2 separate regions of the Anas platyrhynchos genome follow, and region 2 is linked to region 1. The links are chromatin contacts, called in public Hi-C maps. All regions are on one chromosome and are shown on one strand. Each heading gives the region's core, a stretch centred on a gene start, on an enhancer-like site or on the middle of the called end of the contact. The rest is flanking DNA. Distances are from core to core; before and after follow the strand shown.

What was found. A called contact is a pair of places that touch in the nucleus more often than the background predicts.
Region 2: a Hi-C map of subcutaneous adipose tissue shows a contact between it and region 1, with 2.5 times the contacts expected there. The contact joins the enhancer-like site here to the promoter of HLX in region 1. A contact is called at or near these places in 2 of 8 Hi-C or Micro-C datasets (liver and subcutaneous adipose tissue).

Annotation. Positions count from the first base shown.
Region 1 is chr3:23,838,608-23,845,491 of IASCAAS_PekinDuck_T2T, reverse strand. HLX (H2.0 like homeobox) reads right to left here and starts at 3,794. Exons shown (of 3, transcript XM_027453111.3): 1 at 2,616-3,794; 2 at 1,347-1,531; 3 at 1-598. The coding sequence starts at 3,201. The coding sequence ends at 257.
Region 2 is chr3:23,965,887-23,972,770 of IASCAAS_PekinDuck_T2T, reverse strand. All of the region lies in intron 2 of LOC106019059 (a long non-coding RNA gene), which reads left to right. Among named protein-coding and RNA genes, the nearest start is that of HLX, 130 kb to the right of the region's middle. Within about 2 kb of position 3,525, at least 1 of the 8 cell types and tissues checked has an H3K27ac peak or open chromatin away from gene starts, as enhancers often do. A contact at or near this core is called in subcutaneous adipose tissue, where this site is marked.

The DNA of each region.
Region 1 (6,884 bases), core at 2,545-5,044:
AATTAAAAAAATAATAAAAATTAAAAAAAAAAAAAAGGAGTCCCGCTCTCCTGCGAGCAGCAGCGCCGCAGCTCGCCTCTCGCCCATCGGCCCGGGGCCGGAGCTCCCGCTCCGCAGCCGCTCCGGGTGCGGGTGCGGGGCCCGGCGGGCCCCCGTGCAGCGCTGCGGAGCCGCGGCCGGGCGGCGGAGAGGAGGAGGAGGATGAGGAGGACATAAATTAGCGCTGGGGGCCGGCGGCGGGGCCGGGCCGCCCCGTCTATAGCGCGCCCCGCGGCTCGGGGCTGGCGGCGGGCGGCGGGGACGGGAGGCCGGGGCTGCCGGGGGGCTTGGCGGCCCCGGCGGGGGGCAGGCTCTGCTCGGCGCCCTCAGTCCTTTCCGTGTCGCTGGGGGCCATGTCGAGGGAGTCGGCGTCGCTGCTGTCGCTGTCGCCGTCGGAGCGGCTGGGGCTGCGCTCGGGCTCCCCCGCGGCGGCGGCGGGCGGCGGGGCGGAGCGCGGGGCCGCCGGCTCCGGCTCCGGCGGCGGTTCCTTGTCCTTCTGGGCCTGCGCCTCCTTGGAGTGCCGCCACTTCATCCGGCGGTTCTGGAACCACACCTTCACCTGCGGCCAGGCCGCCCTCAGACGGGCAGCACGGGACGCGCCCCGCACCGCCCCGCACCGCCCCGCACAACCCCGCACCGCACCGCCCGGCCCTCTCGTCCTCCCCGCAGGCCGGCCCGAGATAGAAAAAGAAAAAAAAAAAAAGGTCCACCCGGCCCTCCTCGTCCTCCTCTGCCCCCGCCCTTAGGCGACTAAGGTGGCTTTTTCCTTATTATTTGCGTGTTTCAATACAAAAGGGGCCCCCTTTTTGCTTTGATATATTTTTTTTCTCTCTCTCTCTCTCTCCCCTTCTACTTCTTCTTCCAGGAAACCAAATCTTGCTCAAGAAACCACAGCGTTATACAACTCCGTGCGCTGCCGGCCCTCAATAGTGGAATCATCGCAGAGTGGCGTTTAATGATTCCGTTTGAAGAAGAGTTTTCACTTCCCCTGAACTGAGGATTTCACAATGCGGGGAGAGATTTAGAGAGAAAAAAAAAAAAAAAAAGAGCGAGAGGCATTAAAAATAGTGTGTTCGCCTCTACTTCCTTTGACCCAAGCTGCCTCCTGCCGCGAGTTGCACTGCACCAAAGCGCATCCTGATGCTCGGCCCCGGGCCCTGCCCCCGAGCAGGCCCGTAAAAGAGCAAGGAAGGCAAAAAGCTTTCCTGCACCCCCCCCCCCCCCGCCCGCCCCCACAGTGTTCCCCTGAACAAAACTGGAAGTTAGGAACCCGGGAACGCACGAAACACAAGCGAAGCCGCCCTTACTTGAGCATCCGTCAGCCCCAGCATCGCCGCCAGTTGCTTTCTGTCGGGTTTGGTGACGTACTTCTGGATTTCGAAGCGCTTTTCTAAACCTTTCCTCTGCAGGTTGGAAAAAACAGCCCTGGACCAGGAGCGCTTCCTCTTGTAGGTCTGAGGCAGCGTGTCCTTGGTTAGCACCGCGTACGGACCTGCGGGGGCAAGGAGACACGGGCCGGGGGGCGGCCCGGTTAGCACCGACGCCGGGACGAGGGGCTCGAAGGAGACAGGGGCAGGGAAGGCCCGAGCCTACGAGTCCTACAAGCAGGCCTGCGGTCCCTCCGACACGAACAGCACGGATTTTAGTCCGTGTTTCCCTCTCCCTCCCCCCTCCCCAGCCCCTTCTCTCCAGGCCCAGGTATTCTTTCTGACTGGCCGGGGGGAACCTCTGTGTCAGGCCCTAGCCGCTCTGCCTCCCCCCACGAAATGCACCAAGCCTGAGCCTCGCTAGAAAAAATAAAATCGTGGAAAAAAATAAAAAAAAAGAAAAAGAAAAAAGAAAATGTCCTGGCGTTTCCAAGCGCCCGGCGAGCCCCTTCGGGCCCGGGGGCCGCTCCGGGACGGACGGGGGGGGACGGGATGTACCTGGAAAAGTGTCTTGAAACTGGTGCTGAACTGAGCTCCTTGGGGTTGTGTTTAAGGGACCCAGAAGAGCAGAGGCCTCGTTAATGGGGTCTAGAGACGCGAAGAACTGGCTGGCGGAAGGCTGCAAGCTGGGGAGATGAACCCCGCTTTGGCGGCTGGCGGTTAATAAGGAGGTGAGATCTGCGAGCACAGAACAAGCACAGCTCCGTTACACCGCGGTCGAGCCCCCCAGCCCGGCACGCCGCGGGACCCCGGCGGGGCTCGCCCTGCCTCGGCTCGGGGGGCGCGGCGGGGCCCCGGCGCTCGGACATCCTCCCCTCCGGTGGCTGCTCTGTCAGGATGTTTACGCGCTGCGAGGGGAGATTGATGGCAGCCAAAGCCTTTAAAACCGGCCCTGGCGGCCCACGAAAAGCCCGGGCCGGGCCGGGGAGGCCGGCACCGGCCGGTTCAGCTATTTTTACGCTATCGCTATTTTGCGGAGCGGCGCAGCGCGGGGCCGGGGGCTGTTTCGGGGGGTTTTGGGGGGGGCATTAAAAACTCGTCCTCACACCGCTGACGCTTCTCTCGGCCGGTTCGCACAGGGGGGCGAGCCGCGGGGCCCCGCGGCCGCTTAAAGCCCCCCCAAAAGCCGCGCCGAGCCGATTTCTCTACCTCTCAGCGTGTTGCCTTCCTTCACTTTGGGGTCGAACTCCGCCGACAAGATGCGGTCGATGCCGAATTTCAGGTCCTTGCTGGCGGGCGCCGGCGCCGAGCCGTGCGTGTGGCCCCCCGGCACCCGGCCGGGGGCCGGAGCCCCGCCGCCCCCCGCCGCCGCAGCAGCCGCCGCCGCCGCCGGGGAGCGGTGCTGCGGGGGCCGGTGGTGGTGGTGCGGGGGGTGGAAGGCGGCCGAGAGCGGCGAGAGGCGCTGCGGGAAGGCGGCGGCGGACGGGGCGTCGGGGGCCACGACGGGCGTGGGCCGCAGCGGCGAGGCGGCGGCGTGGAAGGGGCCGCCGTGGTGGACGGCGCCCAGCGCCGCCGGCAGCCCGGCCCCGGGGCCGCCGGGCAGGCTCTCGGCAGGGCCGGCCGCCGCCTCGCCGCCGGCGTGGAGGATGTCGGCGATGCAGAAGGACGGCTTCTTGGCCGCGGCGGCGTCCAGAGGGAAGCAGCCGCCGGCGCCGGGCCCCGACGCCGAGCAGTACGCCGCTGACCAGAGGCTGAAGTTGGAGGCGTAGAAGGGGGCCAGGCCGGCCGTGTACATCCTGGCGGCCGCCGAGCACGGGCTCTTCTCCCCGCCGGGGGACGCCGCTCAGCTGCCGGGAGCGCGGCGCGGAGCTGCCCGCCGCCCCGGGAGCATGGGGAGGGATGGCGGGGCGGGAGGCGGCGGCGGCGGCCGGAGCACTTGCCGAAGGGGCAGGAAAAAAAAATCTAAAAAAATTAAGAAGTCAAAAAAAAAGCTGAAAAAAAAAAAAAAAAAAGGAAGAAGTCCCCAAAACCAACGGCGAGAGGGAGAGCGAGCGGGCGAGCGCGGGAGAGGAGCTGCGCAAACAAAACAAAACAAACCCCCTTCCTCGCACTGGGGAAAAAATCCACCCCTCCCCAAACTTTCTCTGGCAGCCGCTCCCGGCCGCGCCGCAGCCCTCGCTCCCACCGCCCCCCGGCACAACGCGCCCAATCCGCGCTCCGCGGGGCCGGGACGCGCCGCCCGCAGACACGCCCCGGGCCGGGCCGGGCCGGGCCGAGCCGTGCCGAGCCCTGCTGGGCCGTGCCGAGCCGGGCCGAGCCGTGCCGAGTCCCGCAAGTGCCGCGCTCCGTGTGCCCCCGGCCCGGCCCGGCCCGGCCCGCAAGGTGTGCGCCCGTCGGGGAGCGCCCCGAGGGGGAGCCCCCCCGCTGCTCCGCGCAGCGCCTGCCCCCCGCGCCGTGGTTCCCAGCGCGGAGAAACGGAGCCGCAGCCGGAGGCTGGAAATGCTTCCCGGTGCACCACGTTTCCTCCCGGCATAAATGAGCCTCGGCCGGGCGGCAGCGAAATGGGTGTGCAGTGATCACGCTCGCAACGGAAGGATTTGGGGGAGCTCCGCGCTGCTCGGGGCCCAGGGCGCGTTGGGTCCTGCGTTAGCAGTGCCTAATAAATTGGGTCGTGTCGGCAAGCACCTTTATTGATTTTTTTCTATGCTCTCCACCCGATCTGTTCGCACACCCCTTCCACCGTAAAGACCAGTTCGTAATTTTGTGCAACTTTGACAACCGAATTACCCCCATTTTTTATATTTTTTTTTATTTTTTTTAAGAATACAACCATAACTATATTCGCTAGAATGTTTTAGGGACAAACATATCAATGCTTATTTCGTGCTTTTCCTTCCCTCCAACATCCATATCTGTCCCTACCTGACTCCGGGAAAGGGAGAAAACAAAACAAAACAAAACAAAACACAACAACAGCATTTTTTTAAGTCGTAGTTTCCCCAGCCGGGGCCGTGTAAGCCCATAGCTGCCGTTGTGAACAAGCTCCCGGGTCAGACGATTGCAGGTTTGTTTTGGTTTTGTTTCAAAAAATACTTTTATTTTTTTTTTACATAGCTTCTAAAATTCGGAGCCTTTTCCAGGGAACCGCCAGAAAGCCAAACTATTTTCCTTTCGCCAGGTATGAAGATGTAGATTTTGGGGGGATATTGAAACCACCTGTAATCGAGCGTGAGCACATTTCTAAGGCAAATGCCAGCGTGTCCGTGGGCACGTGTAAAGGCGAAGCCCGTCCCTCAGGAAAGCCCAGGCACGGCTTTGGTTTGGTTTGGTTTTTGTTAGCGATATTAAACCGAAAAATAACGAGGCAACGGCTTGCCAAGACGTGTCCGAAAACAAGGTGAAAGAAAGGGTAGGTTAGCTTTGAACTTTTCCTGCCTCGACAGGGGAAGCCACTTTTCCTTGCGTCTCCCCTTACTCCCCTTGTGCAGATGACCCCAGAGCGGCTCTGCTGGTTTCAAACCGGATCAAACGACTCCGCTTTCACTTGCGTTTCCACGGCGAGGCGAAGCCGTGCCACCGGCCCGCTGCACGGAAGGGCAACGAACTGCGCCGTTCCCACCGCGCCCCAGCTGCGCCTCGCCAAATTCCCATTCCCGGTGCCACCGCTGCTGCTGTCGCTGTCACACCACCCCGGGGATGCTCTCCAGGGCGGGAAAAAAAAAAGTGTTCAGGTGGTATTTTTATATATTTTCCCCCCGTTTTTTTTTCCCAAGAGTTTATTTCAGAGCCCCCCGCGGGCAGGTGCGCGCCGCCTCGGGACCCGCGCATCTTCCGCGGCCCCGTCTTGCTCCCCCCGCGGCCTCCCCGGGCAGGGCCGAGCCTTCTCCCCGGAGGCCCTGCCGGCCTCCCCGCTCCCTTCCCCGGGCCCGGGGCTCGCAGGGCTCCGCGGCAATGACAACGGCGGCGCCTCCTCCCCGAGCAAGGAACGAGAAGGCTGCAGGAAACCCGGGGCTCGCTGCAGCCCAGGTCATCTCCTGTTTTTTTTGAGAGGTTCCAACCCGGACTAAATGAGCGGATGTGCCTGCGAGATTTGTCCTAAAATAGAAGCGGCTTCAGTATTTTAGGATACAGCAGAAATCCTTATTTCTTCCGGAGAAAAACTTCATAATGAGCGCGAGCACTTCCCTTTTCAATATTTGTGCAACTTTATCTCGACCAGCAAGTTGCTTTGGTGACGCAAATCCGCCCTTGTGTATTGCAACTACAAAAATAAATGCAAGGAAATCAATTCCCTTCTAGCAATGAAAACATAAATATACAGCTGCGACTTTCCCCTTTAATCTTGCTTTCCGAGGGACTCGAGAAGGAGGCGAATGAACTGTGCAGGCTGGAGAGATGCTTTTTTTTTTTTTTTGAATAGAGTCTCGAAGGACTTTTTTTTTTTTTTTCCTCCCTACGAGGACGACAAAGGAGAGGTGGAAAAGAGTTATTCGAGTTTCTTGCGGAGATAGACGGGCTAACCCCGAGGCGCTGCTGCAGCCCGCCGGTCCCGGGCCAGGAGCATCTCGGAGATAGGGGGCGGCTGCGGGGGGGCCTGGCAAGGCTGCCCACGGGCTGCTCCTGCCCCTCGGAGCTCCTCGGCCCATCCCTGGCTCTCCCTGGCTCTCCCCATACAGCTTTTATGTTCATAGAGGTCGTTCTGTTTCTACCTCTACCTATACATTTTATATTAAAACATATTTATGCGCATCTCTAATATATAAAACACCACTCTCCTTATATACAGGAGCTTTTTTTAATCGCCTCCATCTCGTTGCAGCGCTGTTCCCGCTGCGGCCGCCCCGATGCTGCGGGGACCCCGCGCTGCGCAGCGCCGAGCGCCCGCGGGCCCCGGGCCCCAAAGGCCGGGCTCTGTCGCCACCTGCCGAGGCGGACAGCACTTCGGGGACAGCCGGGAGCCTCGCACCGGTGGCCGGGTTTGGTCCGGAGGGCCGCGGGGGGATCAGCTGGGCCTGAGCGCTTGCAGCACCGGGGAGAGGTCTCGGGGCGCACCAGCAGGGATCCTTGGTTGGAATTCAATCCATAGGGCATGGTAGAGGTGCTCTGAAGCAAAATCACATTCGCCCCAAAACACTGTGTAGTCCCAAAGGTCCCTTCAGATGAAGGGAGCATTCGCAAACCCTCACTTCCCTCTCCCCCCATCTGCCTAGCTCAAAGTCCTGACATGTAAGAGGGCACTGCATCTTTCCACAACCATGTTTACAGGGAAAGGAGTGACCTTTCCTTCCTTTCTTTTCCTTCCCTTTTTTTTTTTTTTTTTTTTCTATTTTCCTTTTTTCCATGAAAAGCTGCAGATACATAAATCTTTGGGAAAAAAAAAAAAAAAGCCAGGGTAATAAATAGCAGCTGGAAAGCAGAATCACTCTGCAGCCGCAGGAAAGGAGGCTGCGTTCTGAGGAGCAGCAGGGTCAGGACAGT
Region 2 (6,884 bases), core at 2,276-4,775, 130 kb before region 1:
GTCACCTACAATGTGAGACAATGCCAGTACAATATTTCTTTGTATCAGACTTGCCAAAACACCACAACTCTCCACTGTGTTTAAAAAAAGAAAAAAAAAAATAAAGAAACCACAAGGAATTTTTATTTTCTACAATCCCAATCAGAAGGCAGAAGAAGCTGCCAAATTATATGATAGAAACTCCTACGCACAGAACCCAGTAGAGCTGTAAACTGAACTTCTGTAGCTTTTTAATTGTAAATCCAGATGCTTTTATCCGCAATCCTTTTCAATGACCTTTCACTTGAAAGTCAATTTGTCAGTCTAGTTACAGTGTCTGAAGAAATCATCAAAGCCACAACACCAAGTCGCTCTGAAGACGCTGTTCCCCACACAACTGCAAAGTTGCTACACTTGTTTCCTGAGCTGAGGCACTCACATCTCACTCCTGCCTGCAGGATCTCAGCACCCTCCTCGCCCAGTCCACGGCAGCAGCACAGATGCTTCTCCTTTATAATCTAAAAGGAGAAAAGAGAGCAAGAAGAAGGGCAGGAGAACGATCTGGAAGCACAAAATGACAGCTATTTCAGGTCCTTACTGCTGACCTCAGTGGAGTGAACCCCCTTAGATGAATCTGGTCCTTTGTGCACTTTAATACCTTGGGTTCCTCTGAAGGCAAACACGGCTTGGGTGCAACGAAAATTATTAAATAACTGTTACAACAGAGAAAAAGAATTTGGCCTCTGGCTACAGGGATGGGTGCACTGCATGGTGATGGGTGTTGTTCCCCCACCTCAGCTCCGATCCTGTACTCGCCATATAGGTGAGCACGGCAGTGCAGGGATGCTCGTATTAGCACGCAGACCCAGCCGCCTCAGCACTCGCTGGCAGAGAAACCACACTGGTTTCCATTTGGAAAAAGAATCCCAGAGCTCAAATATGTTTCCTACACCTCTTGGGCCTGAAAAAAAATAGGCTTGAGAATTTCCTAAGCTCTGGCTTAGTTGTATTTCTGGTGCTTTCTAAGTTTGGATGAGCCAGAAATATGTGAAAGCAATATTTGGTGAGGGCTGGATGCTCTTGTTTGTTTTTGCAGCCAATACAGGACCTGCCAAGCTGTGAGGATATAAAAAAGAACAAGGAAAGTTGCATGCTGTAGGAGGGTTTTTTAATGTGTGGTTTTTAACATGGAGGAAATTTACATTTAAGTTTTGAAAAAAAGTTTCAGGCTGGTTCTAATTATCACCTAGGAGTTGCCTCCATCAATCCTAAGGGTGGTTATGCTCCCAAGTGTTGATTAATTTTACTGTTATTAATTCCTATTTATTTTAAGTGCTGACAATGTAATCAACCCAATGAAGAAAACAGAACTAAAACTTCTGCACTGCTGAGGTCACAGGCTACGGGAGAGGAATCAGCAAACAGATGATGCGAGTGGGCTGGAAGAAAGTGCTGATATTTTCGGAAGATATTTCTCTCTTCCCCTTTATAGCCAGCAATGGGGCGGGGGGTGGGAGGAAAGCACATAGAAGTTATGGGAGCTGCTGTTCGTGAGTCATGAGGAGAGAGGACTCAGGGGCACAGAGAAAGGAGCAGGAGACATGAAGAGCAAGCAAAGCTGGCTGGTGGTCATTAAATGAAGATGGTCAGAGGAAGAATAAAAAATTAGAGGGACAACTAGTGCAGAGCTGCCTAGGGTCAGGCGTCTGCAGTCAAGAGGACAGCAGTGGTTGAAGTTTGGAAAATACAGTCTGTGTCTTTGGACTGGCTAATTCTCTGGTTGTTAATGAAACTATTTAACATTGGATGGGAAAAAGGCCAGTGAAGATGACAGTCATCCCCAGAGATGCAAAAATCAATCAGGATAAACCTGGACCTGCCCACAGTTATCATCCAGCCCTTAAATGGAATAGAATGAAAAACTTCTTGGGTCTGGAAAAGAAAAGGGAAGAAAAACTGGTTGAGTTTGGAAGCAGAAATGCAGGAGTATCGTGAGGAAATCTGTTCCTCTATTACTGGCTCAGTCAAAAACAAGCAGTATCAGAAAGCTCATGAGAGAGTCTGTGTTTGTGTGATTCTAGTCTGAGTCCTACATGGAAAAAGGGTCAAAAGTTTATCCAAAGTTTAACCAGCATCTGAACTTTTCAGGGCTGAGCTGAACTGAACCTCTAACCCAAATCACTCTGCCAAACGTGATGCTATTCCAATCCACTTTTGCAGTTAACCCACTTCAGGCTCGGTTATTAGACCGCCTCCATCCTGCCTGTCCTTGCTTACTAACATGCATCTTTGGAGTTCCTACCACGGCTGTGCAGAAATTGAGGACAAGGTCTTCATGAAAGACATTAAACCATGTCCTCCTCCCACTTGCTTTCCCTGTACTCTTTCTACTTGTCACCCTGGCATGCACATTAAACATTTTCGGTTTCCTTTATGCTCAGGTACATGGATCAGCAGGGGAAATATGGGCTGCTGTGGCTGCTCCTTTCCCCACTAATCACCCATCTTGCTGCTACGTGTCTCCATGGGCACCCATGGTTCTCACTTATGGCCCTTCTGTGTTATATCACCAGAATAAGGAGACCAATAACTTCCACCTCTTGCACATGCCAGTTCAGCAGCACTTTAAAACAGCAGAACTATGTATCAGACCAGTGAGGCCAGTCTAAGAAATAAAATAGGTTCTTCTTGTAAAAAAATCTCCATGTAGCTCTTTCAGCAAGAGGGACTAGAGGCAGCACAGTTACATCTGCCGGGGTGCTGCTTCTTCACAGCCATGAGCCACATAATCTGCAGCAAAAACCTGGCGGGGATCCACAGAGCCATGAGATTAAAAGGAGATCCTAGAAATGATCTAAGCTGTGTGAAAGCGCAGCCTGAAAAGAGGAGTCTGGGTCTGTATAAATTTAGGTTCCTGAACTCACCTAAGAATGTAATCCCTACATTAAGCCTGTAGATTGATGATCATTGTCTTAAAAGTAGAGAGGCTCTGAAATTTATTCAGTTCAGATACTGGAAAGGTATTCCCCTGTAAAAAAAAACTTCTGAGATTATCCCAGTCATTTGTGTTTTCCCAGATTACTTTTCTGTTTCAATAGCAAGAAGAGATGCAACTTATAGAGAGACACCACTTCTCTTCTGTCAAATACTGCACATTCCAGAGTGCTTGCTCATGCTACATCCTTCCCTGTGGAGCTGCTGCCTGACTTTCCCAAAGATGATATTAATATCACAGACCATTATAATACAGTTATTTTCATGGAAGCCTGAGAGGAAGTCACGTGTCATTAATTGGTCCCTGGTGCCCATAAGGTCTCCATTTAGTTTGTTGTTTTTACTCGCATAAGCAGCAATGAAGTGAAAAGCTAAGGAAGTAGCAGTGATTGTCTTAAACGAGTATTATTTTAGTACCTGTTTGTTAAATGAATCATTATTTTTCTTAATTGGGTGAACATGTTTATTGGGCAGCGTGAGGACACACACATACACATTCTCCAACATCCCACAGAGTTTTCACTCCTCTGCATCTGCAAGGGCTGACCTAATGCCCTTGTGGCAGGCATCCTAGCTCTGTGTCGGGAAGGAGTACAGTGCAGAAGCCATGCAGTCATCTGCCTTTGCCTATGTGCTTTTCTGAGAAACTCAAAACAGAAGCAATATACACACAGAGCCATCAGAAGGTTCTTTCTTGCCAAATACTTCTGCCCCTGTCACCTGCCAATTCAAAGCAAATGCAGCTCTTCCAATGGTGCTGTCTCCTATTAACCAGATGTGCCTGATTTTGAGATGACTAAAGCCAGGAGTGTCAAATTGTCCTGGCTGTAACCTTGTCAGTGCGTGTGTGTGTCTGTGTACAACGCAGAGCAGGGCTTTCTGTTCAAGAGCAGAGCAGCACAGTAGGGGCAAAGCAGGACCCTGCAGCCAGAGGACAGCACTGAGAGTGCAAAGAGCTCAAGTCTTGTTTGTGACATGCGGCTTCTACAAGAATTAGCAAATTCCCTTCATGGTGATACCTACTTTTTTGCAGTGCTCTCGGATGTGTTTAGGAAGAGCTCTTTTGTTAGAATTGGTTAAAAATATATTTCTCTCAAACGTATATTTTTTTTTCAGTAGAAGGCTGTGCTTCAACAATTTTTGTGTGTTTTCTGCCAAGTCTTTTAACTTCTCATTGAAGAGTTAAAAATTCTCAAAACCAGAATGTTTTGGCTAAAAACAGCAACTCAATTCAGAAATGCTACAGTGGTACTCCATGGGAACGGCAACTGGGCTGCCTCATACTTGTGAAGGATGCAGACACCCCAGCCAAGCATGAGCTCCCAGTGTCTATCAGGGTGAAGACAGTCACAGTGCACCGTGATGGCTCATGGAGACAGGAGAGCAACGCAGCTTAGAGGGAGTGCATGACAGCTGATGCCAGTCAGCCAGAAATGTGTTCAAACAGCCATTCATGCAAATGAATACCTGAGGCCACTAATCCCCACAAGGTGTCATAGCAGCATTTCCTAATTGAAACTTTCCTCTCTCTCTCTCTTCCCTCTCTCTCTCTCTTCCCTCTCTCTCTCCCCTTCAGAAACCTTCAGGTTTGGGGCTATTTTTGAATGAAAATCCAGGCTTTCAAACATCAATGAAAAAGAAAACTTCTCTTTTTCCCTAAATTTCTTATCCTACATTCACTGTGAAAGAAAACTTCTGGAAGAGAGAATAAGACTGCATCTCTCTAAGCCACTGAATTTAAAAACTATCCTGATGTTTCTGAACATTGGTATTGTAAGAAGCACACAATGATGGACATTTTAGCAGGAGCACCAAACTTTTGCTCTTTTCACTTCAGCTGCTTCCAAAGCTTTCCTGTTGTCAAAATCTTCAGTTTCTCTCTTGCCCATCACAAAAAGGTTCCAGTCTCGTTCTTGACAAAGCTTGCATACCACAATCAAGCACTCTCAGTACAAATCCTCTCAATAGTATCAAGAGCTGAGTAAGAGTAGTAGTAGCAATGCTATTAAATTATATCAGGGCCTCAGAAAACTTACAGATTATCTCTGCCCTCCCTTGCTTTCTCCCAGAACTCTGACTGTTGGGTGACCAAGGAATACATTAGAAGCAAAAAGACCTCACAAAAGCAAAGGCTGAGTTTTTTATCTGAAATCAGCCATTTCAGTCCAATTCCATTCTATAAAGAACTGAAAGGCTTTTTTGTTTTTATTCCAAAGCTGAATGAAAACAATTTTTGAACTTCAACAGTTGTTGCAAAATGAAATTGTCATCTTGTGGACAGCACCACTGAGCATATGGTGTTACTGTCAAATAAATCTTGCTTAATATCAAAATGAATAACATTGCACTAATTGCATTCTTCAGTTATTTTTAACTCACTCAAGTCCTATCTTTTCTCATCTAAATAGAGCTTTCAGCAAATCTAGGAGTTTTGCAGCAGCATTTTCTACGCAATATGTTTTGCTATGCAAGCTATCCATTTTGCTATGCCATTTGCTCTGCTCTGCAGAACCAGAACAGCAGGAGACAGTCAGTTTGTTTCCTCTTCCTGGAAGCATTGAACATCTTGCAAGAAAGCTTTTTCATCAAAATTGTACAAATTATAGTTCATTTTTTGCTGGTCCAAGCAATCTGAATAATCTGGAGGAATACTCTTATTTTTTCCTATGGGATTTAGTCACATCAAAGCAACCCCTCATTGTTAGCAAACTTTTAGATATTTACTACTACTAATAAAAGACTCTTAAATATACAACAATTACTGCCCACCTGTGGCAGCTTGTGCTTCCACTTCTGAAAATTTCTTATCAATTCAAGGTTTATTTTTTATGTCTCTAGTCTAACCTCCAAAATGTATTTTAATATACTTAAACTCATGACGTGCCTATAAGGTACAGCAATGTAACTACCTCCATTACACACATGGGGAGCTGAGGTTCAGAGGTGTGAAAACTCACAGCCTCACATAATTCGGTGCATAGACCTTTAAGGTCTAACGAAGTTTGAGGAGCCAGACCAAGGGTGATCCTGAAGGTTCCTCAGAAAATCCAGAGAAAAATAAATAAAGAAGTGACATGGGGTTTCTCAGCACCCATCTCTGGTAAGACAAAAACCCACATTAGGTCTGTATTCCTCATACAGGTCCTAAGTATGTCCAGATGTCAAGGAAGCTGAGGCTGACGCACTACACTTTTCCTCCAAATTTCTGTATTATTACAGGATAATTGTTTGGCAGTTTGTTTGGATTCAGTTTTATTTTGAAACTTTTTTGTTCTTTCTGAAATAGGAACTGCACTCATACAGATCAGAGTGAACAAGTCATTTCAGCTCCCTTTGCCTCAGTTTCTCTTTCTGTACAGAGGGAATGATGAAACTTATATAAATGTATTGGGTGCCTACAGACAGAAAAGAGCCTTTCAGTCAAGTTTTACCTGACATGACATGGTGGTATGGATTGCTTGTTTGTTTTTTTCTTTGTGTCTGTGTTCTTGTCAAATGATAGAGGACAATCAGCGTTCATAAACTAGCATCACACTGTGAAGGGCCACATCTTCATCTGCTATTAACAGGCATAGCTCCACCCATGAAGCTGTACCAATCAACCAGCTGAAGACTTATGGCTGGAGCAAGGAGCAAAGGCAGTCACAGCACTTCCCAGGGTTTTATGCTGACTTGAGCTCCTTTTGTCCAACACTTGACAAGGATACCAAACTACGAAGTAGACCAGAGGGCAAAGGGCAAAAGAATGATACTAATTCACAAACAGCCTCATAAAACTGTTCTTGTTGGCCCTTTAAAAAAGTTTTTACTGTCTGCCAAAATAACTACACATGGATGAGGTCACCATAAGCATTCGGCAAGCCTTGCTATGCAAGATCTGTTCACATTTTGCTTAAATCAATAGAGGGGGA